Regions from separate parts of the Ovis aries genome. Here region 1 is linked to region 2. A link is a contact called in public Hi-C data. All regions are on one chromosome and are shown on one strand. Each heading gives the region's core, a stretch centred on a gene start, on an enhancer-like site or on the middle of the called end of the contact. The rest is flanking DNA. Distances are from core to core; before and after follow the strand shown. Region 1 has its middle 64 kb from the start of BMAL1. Region 2 has its middle 21 kb from the start of BMAL1.

Region 1 (5,622 bases), core at 2,018-4,517, 43 kb after region 2:
GGGCAACAACGGCTCAGTGAATTCTTCCAAATACATGCAAAGGTCAGACTCAGCCATTAGCAAAAGGACTGGGGGTGGCTGGATGACGGGGAAACCCAATGAAGTTAATTGAAACCAGTTTCCTGAAGGTAAGAGCCCAATGTTCCACTGAAGGGACAACGAGAAGCCGGTCCTCATTCAAAGTTGAGAATTATGGAGAAAATGTTAGCTTGTCTTTAGACAAAAGTTCAGGCAGCATAAATCTAGACTCCTGTGTGCAAACTGGCTCATCACTGTTCAGAAAGGATGGACACACACTTGGGTAATCCAGACATAGGAAAGGGGAGGGGCAAAAGAGCCAGCCCCTAGTTCATGCCTTCAAGTTTTGCTTCCTCCACCTGTGGACTCTGGCTGGCCCAGGCTGACAGAATGGGAGAAGCAGCTCAGAGGTCTCAGTCATCTCCTCCTTCTGCACCAGTAAGAACTGAGGATGCAGAAAGAGGCAGGCCTTGGAAGCCTCCCAACACTGGACCTTCCTGCTCTACTACACATGGGGGCACCTCTGGGGCTGTTCTTACAATCTGTAATTATCTTTATCACTTATTTCTCTGTCAACTGTTTCTCCCACCCAAATGAAAGCTTCAGGGACCAGAGGCCAGGTCTGCCTTGCTCATCATTGTGCCCCCAGCCAGCATCTAGAGCAGTAGCTACCACATTGCAGGACCATAGCCGAATGCACAGCTTGGGAACTGCCTGGCTTCAAACACCAAGCACTCATCTCGAAGAGCTGCGGCTGAACCTGTCCTGCCTGGAGTGGGCTAAGTGCTGGATGGATCACTTAGTGCCTCCCCCAAAGCTCTCAGCTATCTCAAGGCCCCCACTGCGCCCTGGCCGTCCCGACTCATCCTCCCCACTGCACTCCAGGAGCACAGCTCAGACCATGCACCTGAGCCACAAGGAGAAAGAGGAAGCCGCTACAGGGAAAAGGGTAACAATCACTCTTTAAAAATGTTGGTGGAAAGAAGGCATAACCAAATCTACAAAGTCATGAGCAGATGGAGGGGACACTAGAAACGGAAGGGTCCTGAGAGAACACAGGACAGGGTTGCTCAATTCCAGAGTAATAGCCTCAGAGGTACCTGACGCACACAGGAGTACAGGACAGAAAAAAAAAAAAAAAAAAAACAGTCACACAGCGAATGGGAAACCTGCAAAATTCATCTCCTTTGGTGACTATAATAAAGGCCAGCTAATTCAAGGAAGAGCATTACTCAGGACATCTTGCCTAACACATTATAAACACTTAGCTTTGTATATTAATTTCCAGAAGGAAAACGTCCTCTCTATAACAAGTTCCTAAATGCCTCAGTCAGAAAATAAGCTGGATAGGTCTGCATTAATTTGATTTGGCTGGAGAGTATTAATTTGTGGGACTAATTTTTAACTGGACCTTTATGACTATAAAAGTAATACATGCTCATTGTTGAAAAATAGGAAACTGCAGAGAAGATGATGAGAATAAAAATTACCTCTAATTCCACAAGATGAGAGCCACTGTTAACACTCTGGTGTGTTTCCCTCCTTCTATGAATGAAATTTTAACACAGTTGAGGGCATACTGTGAATACAATTTCAATTCCTGGCTTTTGCCAGTAAAGTTCATTAAAAATACTTCATTGGGTTCCAAGAAAGAAGTCCACCCTCAGTGAATATACAAATTAAAAACATAGTGAATAAAAGTTATTCATTTGTAAAGTTAAAAAACAAAGCAAAACTGATTATTTCATTGAGTCCCCATTTCCTTACTAGTAAAGGGAAAAAAAAATCACAATTATTAAGATTAAAATGGCCCAAAAGATAGAAACATTAAATTCATCTTTATATCCTCTTACCTACATCATATTTTCAAGAAATGGTTTTTTAAAGCCACACATTTTTTCAAATCAACAGAAGAATTTTATAACTGGATCTTATTATTATGAAGCAAAAAGTCAAGTTTTAGTGGTGTTGGTAAAGTTTTATCTTCCAAACTGCAGGTGAACGAAACCATTTAAAAATGATCAGTTCACATTCATGGACCGTGACATCCAAATCAAAGTCTTATCTCCAGTTTTGCTATATTCTGTGACCTAAACTGTGGAGTAAACAAATCACCCTGAAAAGGACATACTATGTGTCATACGCTTCCCGGTTGGGAGCTGTCCTACTGTCTGCCTGCATCCTGGTAAGGTACCTGGTTTTACATGTAGGTCCAAGGTCTTGGCCAGTGGAGAGTAGAAGAAATGTTCCACCTAGCAGAGAAGACCGTCCAAGCTCAGGAGCTCTGTAGCACAACACAGTTTTTCCCACCTCTCATACCAGTTCACACCTCACTGAACAAATGCGTCCATGCCAGGCACTGGGCTGGATGCTAGGGACACAAAGGTCAATAACACAGACGCTGTGCCCGCTGCCATGGCGCTGCAGTCTGCGGCACTTCCGCATCCATCATCCTCACACTAAGCCTGGGAGACAGAAAGGTCACTGTCACTGTTCCCATATTCCTGATGGATAAACTGAACATTCAGTGGATTATTTTATCCCAGGTTATGGCATGGAAGAGCTAGACTCAAATCCAGGGTTTCTGACTCCTTATCCAGGGCTCTTTCTGCTGGTGAATTTCTTTACTGTCAACTGAAGTCTTCTAAATTACTCATATTCCCTCCAGCACCTGGGTTCTACCTGGCCGCCCAGTGTCTGAGCAATGCGTTCCCCTGATCATTAAATGGCTGTGTGTATCCTGATTTCCGGGAGTCTTCTTAGATTCTGACTCTGGGCTCGGGTACCTTTTCAGCTTTCCTGGTAAGAGCTGCAGACCCCACTCACTCCTTCCCACAGTGTAGCACACTGCTAGCCTCCTCCATTGTTTAGTCTCCTTTCCACCTGAAAAGTAGATTTTGCTGTACTCCTGGGAGCTTTCTCAGCTTCCTTTGCAGGTAAATGTAGCCATTTGACTAAGTTCTGGCCACTGGGATAAAAGAATGCGCGACTTCCAGGTCTTGCCCTCACGATGACTGCATGTATGACTCCTTGACCCTTTTCCCCTGGGAGATGGCACAAAGCAAGGCTTCCACCTTCAGCCACCAAGCGGAAGGCACACGCTGAAGGCAGTGGGCCTGGACCACTATCTACTAAACTGGCATATGAGAAAGAAGCCAGCTTCCACCCAAATTCAGCCAACGTGCCTGTAGATCTCCCTAAGACAGGAATGTGCTCTGTGTCCCAATCGATACAAAAAGCTTGAGTGAAATCAGTTCTGCATTCTCTTGGCAAAGCCCTTTGTCTCTGATGAAATACCTTAAAGGGGATGTTCAAAACTGTGTGGGTAAGTATTGCATTCAGGTTTATTTCATGGAAAACCTTTCAAAAATGAAATTACTTCAAATGAAATTATCTCAAAGATGACTTATGTTCAGGTCACAGGAAAATCGAGAGGGCCCAGAAAAACAAACCTGCCTCCTGTAGTAACAGGAGGGGAGAGAACTCTAAGTGATAACACAACCAGTCCTCTCTCCTAAAACAGTTCACTCCATTCCTAGAAAAGGCACGGAGAGCTGAAATCACGTGAATCAAGACTCATTTCTCCATGGAAACAATGTGATAATGAGAGCGTGTGTTCCCAACCAAGAACTCGATGGTCAACTTTGTAAAGAAATTACGTAAACTCCATGTTTTATCATCTCTTAAAGCCTTGGGACTTCTAAAGCTAGAAGAGCTGATGGTCCAATAATACACCACAGAAGATCTATGTGTGTTCTGTACCATTGAAAGTAGGTGCAAATCAATTAAAAAAACACAACCACCAATCACATGACTGACTACTTATTTGGATTCAGTAACAGCGAAGTGTGCAACACAACATATTTCACCCTAATAATTCCTGCTGGCCTCTGAATACAGTAAATCAGAACATTTAAGAATGACTTCAACAGAGTAAGTGAAGAGGAACTTGGGAAGAGAGAAGAAGTTGTCAGAGAAGTGGTGTTTAAGCCTGACTCTGCCACTGACTAGCTTCGGGACCCTGGACAGTAGTTTAAGTTCTTTATATATTTCTGGCGTGCAAAATGAGACTTCGTAACACCTGTCCTTGTAGGGTTGTGTCCTTGTAAGACAAGAAAACAGAGGTAAAAACTGCTTTGTAAATCACACATGAGTGGTGCGTGGCATTGTTATCAGGACCATGACTTCAGGATAGGCTTTCATAAGATCTTGACGAGCATCCACATGAAAATGGAGTAAGCTACCAACCACCCTGTCACTTTCTGAGAAACTGACCCAGAGCAACTGTTTCATCATTCTTCTCTTCCCCCAACACCCCCCTCCCCCGCCACCACCACTTGCCCTAGCCAGCACAGTTAGTCAATCCAGCGCATTCATTTTTGGCATCCTTTGCTCATAAGCCACAGGGCAGTTGGCAAGAGCTGCCAGATGCCAGCCATGGGCTGTGAAGGAGGGAGAGCCGTGGTGAGCCAAAGTCACTATCAACCAAAAATGCCTTCCAAAGACCTACTGTGCTGTCAGAAACCTCAAAACCAGATTCAGGAAGCATTTTAGGGTTCCAGGAAAAGGGAGAAGACTGCAGCAGGTAAGAGGGAGAGTGTTCTGGGTTTGAATCTTGGCTTTTCCACTCACTGGACCATCAGAGGCACTGGATCTCAGTCTCCCTAACTAGAAAGTGGGAATCCACTTGACAGGGCTATTGAGAGTATTAAATGAGAAAAGTCATGTGAGCTCTTAACGTAGTTCTCAGCAGATGGGAAATACTCAGAGGTTAAGTACTGCTATAATTATTATTATGAATAATAAATACATCATGCAATACTAACAAAAATTAAGATTCGGCAAATCTCCAATCCTTCATGTCAAGACTCTGCCACAAGCTTTGTAACCAAGTATTATCAGGGCAGCATGCTGGCTCACCCACTAATTTTCCAAAGTAATCAAGGTTCTTCTGGATTTCTGCCTATGGCCCCAGGACAGGTGAAATATCTAAGAATGCCCAACTGGCCAGCTGGCTGGATCCTGACACTGGTTTTTCCAGTTCACAGCAGCTCATCACTAACCTGAGTGGTGTGCACAGAGGAGTATAGATTAACTAGCATCTCTGGCCTAACTTTTCTATCCATGCCCAGGCTGGTTCCCCTATTTCTGAGGGTGAAATATACCATTATCTTTAAAATATGGCCCTACCCAGCAAAGTGAGGCTAGTCAGCACCCATCTGGTGGACAGCGCCGCATCCCTAAACACACCCTAGAGACAGGAGAACTTCTGTGCCCTTCAGGCTCTGCCTGAAAGGCTAGTACACCTTCACTATTAAAAACACAACTTCTGCTCCCTACAACCAGGGAGCAAGTTTACAGCTCTTATCTTACTCCAGCATTAGAACCACACTGTAAGGGGCTGGATAAGAATTTATACCTGTTCCACAGATAAGGATCAGCCACAGCTAGAGACGTTAAGTTTCTGACTTAGGCTATCTGGGGCTTCCCTGGTGGCTCAGGGGTAAAGAACCTGCCTGCCAATGCAGGAGATGCAGGTTTGATACCTGGGTCAGGGAGATCCCCTGGAGAAGGAAATGACAACTCTCTGCAGTATTCTTGCCT
Region 2 (5,690 bases), core at 1,143-3,642:
ACAGTTCTTTGTTCTCCATGTGTTAATCCAGCATCTCTGCTGCCCTGCCCCGCCAGGTGAAAGCCCTGATCCCCACAGTGACAGCCCAACCACCTTACACATTCCCAAGATGTCCTATAGGGGGCGCTACGCACTCATTCAGAACCAGTATGTTTCAACTCATCTGCAAAGAGAAGGGTCAAAGAGAGGGGTAAGATAGTTACTCAAAGCCATATAAGAAATCAACAGCAGAGTGGATGGCGGAGAAAAAAGGGGATTGTTATAATGTTACGCCATCGAGGATCTCATCTGATCCTCCTCCCACCCCGTGGGGTCAGTTCTATTACTGCCCCCAGTTTTCTGACAGAGACACTATGTTTCAGGGAGGCTAGCCCAATGGTCAGGGCCCCGTTTTTGGTAATTACAGAACCAGATTTTATCAAGTCCTGTTTATATTGCTTCAAGCTGCTCTCCTTCCAGATTTCTGGGTCCAGACCTCAGAACTCAGGTCCCTCACTTGGCTGCTTACCTCTAAAAAATAGTAACCAGGATGCATGCAATCTAAAAAACAACTGATGAAGAGAAAGATGGTTCAAACCCTGTTTCCCAGCACTTCTGGCTCAACCCGTGTGTGACCACCGCCTGGAGCAGAAAAGCCCAGGGACGCGTGAGCACAGGAAGCAGACTCTTGATGAATCACCTTTTCCTGGACTCTTGGGGCAACCTGGCCTGAGCGTTGGGGTCAGGGCAGGGTGACCGATGTGGCTGCAGGCTGGGTCTTGGGGATGGTTACTGCCGCAGAAGACCCCACACCCCCACAATCCCACTCCATGCCTCACAAGGCAGTAGGCAGCTGAAGGGCTGGGGCCCATGCTAAAAGCAGGAAGGGCCAGACAGTGAACGAGGGTTTGAGGTATCACGTGGGGGAAATGGTCTGAAACAACCACTGCAGCTTCATGGCACATCTGCCTTTGCTCATTTAAGCCTAAAAGAAGCATCCTTAGGAAAAGACACTGTTACTTCTGTCTTACAGAAGAGGAAACAGAGATCACGAGTGACCTGTGCCTAGTCGCACAGCTCGGGGACACAGCACTCAAGTCCAGTTTGGACTGGCCTTGACATGCCCTCTCTCATCTCTCTCACCTGCGCTTCCAAAACCCTTCCTGATGCATGCATTTCAGGAAAATGTATATTTGGCACCTGCCATCCCAGCTTTGGAGGGTAGGCGGTATCGCATCTCTCCCTTCCACAACTGCTGGGGCTGTTCTGGGAGAGTGAATGCTGAATTAGGAACTTGAAGCTATGGTCCAGTCTTAGAAGTCTTAGGGACTTTTCTCTCTCTGCTTTATGGCCACCAAAATCATGATGAGGCATTCTGAACATGAAACCTATTGCACTGGACTTCATGTGCAGGAAAAGAAAATACTAAGAGCCCACGTTTGTCACCCTGATCAAAACCCACTGCACCATGAACTCTGCAGGGCCTGGCAGAGTTTGGATGAACCCATTTGTTGGTGACAAGGCAAAGGCCTCTGGACTGCAGTAGTTCTATCAAAACAAATTCTGAGGATGTTTCATAGGAAATGATTCAACTCGGGCTCCCTCGAAATGATTCCTTGCAAAATCACAGTAGGGGCCAGTCCCAATCTAATGCACCATGGGCTTACTTCCAGCGTTATGGCTATAAGATAGTATGGCCCCACAGTTGAGGGCATGGGCATTGGAGCCCGACCACCCAGCTCCAGTCTTCACCCCACCACTTCCTTGTGTGATTCTGGACAACATTTGACCTCTGCTCCTCAGGTTCCTCATTGGCAAAATGCAGCTATTGGCAGTACCCACCTCATTCATAGGTGATTGTGAGTAGTAAGAAAATTCATGTGAGGAGCTTAGGACAGCACCTGGCCTGTGAAAAGCACTCAATGAGTGTCGCCAATCATTAATATGGACTGCCATGTTGCACAAGGGCAGTGGAAGGCGCTGGAGAACAGAGACACTGGGGAGGGAGATGAGAGGGTGGGAGGAGAAAGGAAGGGGGCCTGTGAGCATGAATTCCAAACTCTACCACGGACCGCCTATGGACCTTTGTTCTGTGTTGGTACGAAGGGCAGAACTAGGTCAACAAGGAAAACAGTGCCAAGAGGCAGATCTGGATTAGAATAAAGAAGGATTTCCTAACAGGCGAATATACCCATAAGGGAGGGAGCAGGAGGCTGGGCGTGTGGGCTCCCGGGGGGACCCGGGCCTGACTGTCCTGATGAGCACAGATGGGGTCTTCCTGCACAGGAGGGTGGCCACAGGAAGTGACCCCTGGATGCCCTTCCCCTGGACCATTCTGTCACTCTGATAAGGAGCAAATAAGTGCTGATAGCCAGGGTGTGGTTCATCCAGCCAGAAGGATGGAGGGTGGACTTTGGACAGGTCTTAACATTCACAACCCTCAGGACTTTCACTTGAAGCTCTCAGTACTCCAGGTGGTGGTGGCCGAGGTAGCAGGGCCTCTGACCAGCAATGGCTCAATGAACCAGAAGTGTTTCTTGAATGCCAGCTGGGTGGCTGGCACAGTGATTCAGAGAAAGTGAAATGACAAGAGCTGCGGCCACGGACCATGAACACTGCCTTCCTTTTGAGAATTTAAAGCTGGCATCAATTACGAATGCCACTGCTACATAGGAGACACATAATATGAAGCAACCAGGCCTGCTAGTATCTCCGTGGGCTGGGACGGGGACAGGAAGGCCACAGGCAACTTCCCAACCTCTTCTCAGGCGAAGGTTTCAGGGTTCTTTATCCCGGAACCTTTTACTGACACAGCCCTTGACCTGGGTTTCCTTGGTCTCCTGGGCTGAGCTGCACACAGAGAAAGATGCTGGGACACAGTTAAATGCCAGGAGCAGGATGCAAGACAGAAAGGGGAGAATCTGCTCCTTGAAGATTGGTTCAGAGGTGGGACGCACAGGAGGAATCTACCACACTGAAATCGTGTTACCTTTATAAACTATAAAAATGAAAATTTTTATTTTATCAACCAAAATATTGCTAGGTTGTATTAAAACTACAACACGCATCTGAGAAAAAGTATGAACGCCTCAAACTAAAATGCTTGCCCCTTGGAAGAAAAACCTAGACAGCATATTAAAAAGCAGAGACATCACTTTGCCGACAAAGGTCCATACAATCAAAACTACGGTTTTTCCAGTAGTCAGTCATGTACTGATGTGAGAACTGGACCATAAAGAACGCTGAGTTTCAAAGAAGTGATGCTTTCAAACAGTGGTGCTGGAGAAGACTCTTGAGAGTCCCTTGGACAGCAAGGAGTTCAAAACAGTCAATCCTAAAGGAAATCAATCCCGAATGTCCACTGGAAGGACTAACGCTAAAGCTGAAGCTCCAATACTTTGACCACCTGATGCAAAGAACCGACTCATTGGAAAAGACTCTGATACTGGGAAAGATTGAGGGCTAGAGGAGAACGGGGTGACAGAGGATGAGATAGTTGGATGGCATCATCGACACAATGGATATGAGTTTCAGCAAACTCAGGGAGGTAATGAAGGACAGGGGAGCGCGGCGTGCTGCAGTCCATGGGGTCACAAAGAATTGGACATGACTTAGCAACTAAACAACAACAAATGCTTATCAGCTATTTTCCAGGTAATGGAAACTGCTAATTTATACATTCTTAACTCAAAAGCAGGTGAGTGGCTGTAGGTATCAAAAGAATAACTAAAAAACCCAGCAAATTATGGAGGTGACACCAAGGATATTCCATGTACTGACTTTATTCTTTGCCACATGGAAACACCTGGCAACATGTTTGAGAACCACTGTCCAGAGTGGGAAGGAGCTCACTGGGCAGGAAGACAGACTCTCTGCTCAGAGAAGAGTGTGCTCAGTAATCCGAAGGCCCAGCCTGAGTAACTCGGGGCCGGCCTGCTGTGGCCCCACCTCCTTCCTTTCCACCGTGGACTCCGAGGTCCCAGCATGTCACTGTCCTTCCCTCTCCACTTGGCTTTTTGTCTGTCCGTAAGTAACTCCCACAGCTTCTTCTGGCCTGTGATCTCTTCCCTCCCACTCACTCCTCTCTGTGCCGCCCGCTACAACCTCAATTGAAAATCACTGCCCTCCAGTGCTGCAAGAGGAGTCTACCCCAGAAGCTTCCACAGCCCCTCCTTCCTCAGAAAGGCTTCCTCAGCCTCCTCTGTCCCCTCTCAGACTCAGAAAGAACTAACACCCAGGGCCCACTCGGCCCAGGCATGCGCCGGGCATCGGTCCAGGGCAAGAAAGAGACACATATTCCAGCTCCCATGCTAGCCCCAGTCCATAGATACTGGCCGCCCAGAGGGCTACACAAAGAAGGATCCTGAGGGTCAGAGAAAAGGACCGCCATGATCTGCTATCACCCTTTATTCAGCCTGGAGTTTGGAGGCCTGAGAACAGCAGCACTCACGCCCCTCCCCCTCACTGTCCCAGGATGGGGCAGAGCGTCCCACAGAACTCAGACCACCCACCCTGGCCTGCACCCCAGTCCTTCATTCCCTTTGGAGTTCCCTTGAAATCTCCCCAGTGATCCACTCCCAGGCTCTCCAAAACTGCAATATTTATATCCCCTCACTAGCACCCACGGATGCACCGCACTTCCCCTCCCGCAGCACCCAGCAAATGTGCAGCACCTTTTTGCATCAGAAACTTCACGGCATCTATAAAGCTCTGCCCAAGCATGTCAGACAGCAACTGATTTTACCTTCGTCTTGGTATCCAAACACACAGATTCCAAAACTACCCCATTCTTAACCATCATCTCCTCCACTCACTAGCTGGTTTATTGTACATATAACTTGGTTCACTCATGCACATGATGATTATTCGACCATCTGTCTGTCTGTCTGAGACTGTCAACCCTGAAGGGCAGAAATCAGATCTGTTTAACTCATTAGCTTCAAGCTCAGTAGAGCAGAGACTGTCAGAGAAAAGGGTAGAGACTGTGGCCTCAGGGCAGTTCTGCTGCAACTCGCCACTCTGCTCTCTGAGCCTCAGCTTCCCCAACTACAATAAGATGTACTTGAACTAGAGGGTCTCTGAGGTCTCATCCAGTTCTGATGCTCCAGGAGGCCAGAAAGCACTGGAATCACATCGTTTAATGACATACATGGGTAATGATTACTCAGGGTCGGGCTCAGTGAGATACCACGATATAGCTCCTCTGAGAAGAGTGGATCCACCATCACAATGAGTGAACAGCCCTACAGTGGATATTTAGTGTGGTGGAGTATAGGCTTGGATGGCTTAAGTATGATGGACAATGAAGAGTGATTTTTATTTCCCTTTGAGAACATAAGTACACTATCCTATATTTATATCCTCCATCTCCTAATTTAGACTGCGTAGAACTTCTGATCAGCACTCACTTGCCAATAACTTCCCTCTACATCTAAATGAAGAATGGGAGTCATATAAGTTCACAGATTGAATGGATGGTTGATTTACAAAGCCCTTAAAACGTGGCTGCAGGCCGACGCTGGCAACCCCATAATTAGATATGGCATACTCTGCGATGATGTATTTTTTTACTGTTTTTTAATAACTCAGTTCTCCTTCTGGGATGAGGGGAAAAATGGAATTTGTTAAAAATAAATTGAGATTTAGTGGCTTTTGAGCTTCTGCTGCTTGTTGCTCACAATACTCTATAAATAAATGAAGCCCTGCCCTAT

The links. Hi-C and Micro-C count contacts between places; a contact is called where the count stands out from the background.
Region 1: a contact with region 2 is called in a Hi-C map of liver, with 2.1 times the contacts expected there. The contact joins two enhancer-like sites. A contact is called at or near these places in 3 of 16 Hi-C or Micro-C datasets (hypothalamus and liver).

What each region holds. Positions count from the first base shown.
Region 1 is chr15:39,145,529-39,151,150 of ARS-UI_Ramb_v3.0, forward strand. It overlaps a transcript of BMAL1 not described here. Among named protein-coding and RNA genes, the nearest start is that of BMAL1, 64 kb to the left of the region's middle. Within about 2 kb of position 3,268, at least 2 of the 54 cell types and tissues checked have an H3K27ac peak or open chromatin away from gene starts, as enhancers often do. A contact at or near this core is called in liver, where this site is marked.
Region 2 is chr15:39,103,454-39,109,143 of ARS-UI_Ramb_v3.0, forward strand. It overlaps a transcript of BMAL1 not described here. Among named protein-coding and RNA genes, the nearest start is that of BMAL1, 21 kb to the left of the region's middle. Within about 2 kb of position 2,393, at least 5 of the 54 cell types and tissues checked have an H3K27ac peak or open chromatin away from gene starts, as enhancers often do. A contact at or near this core is called in liver, where this site is marked.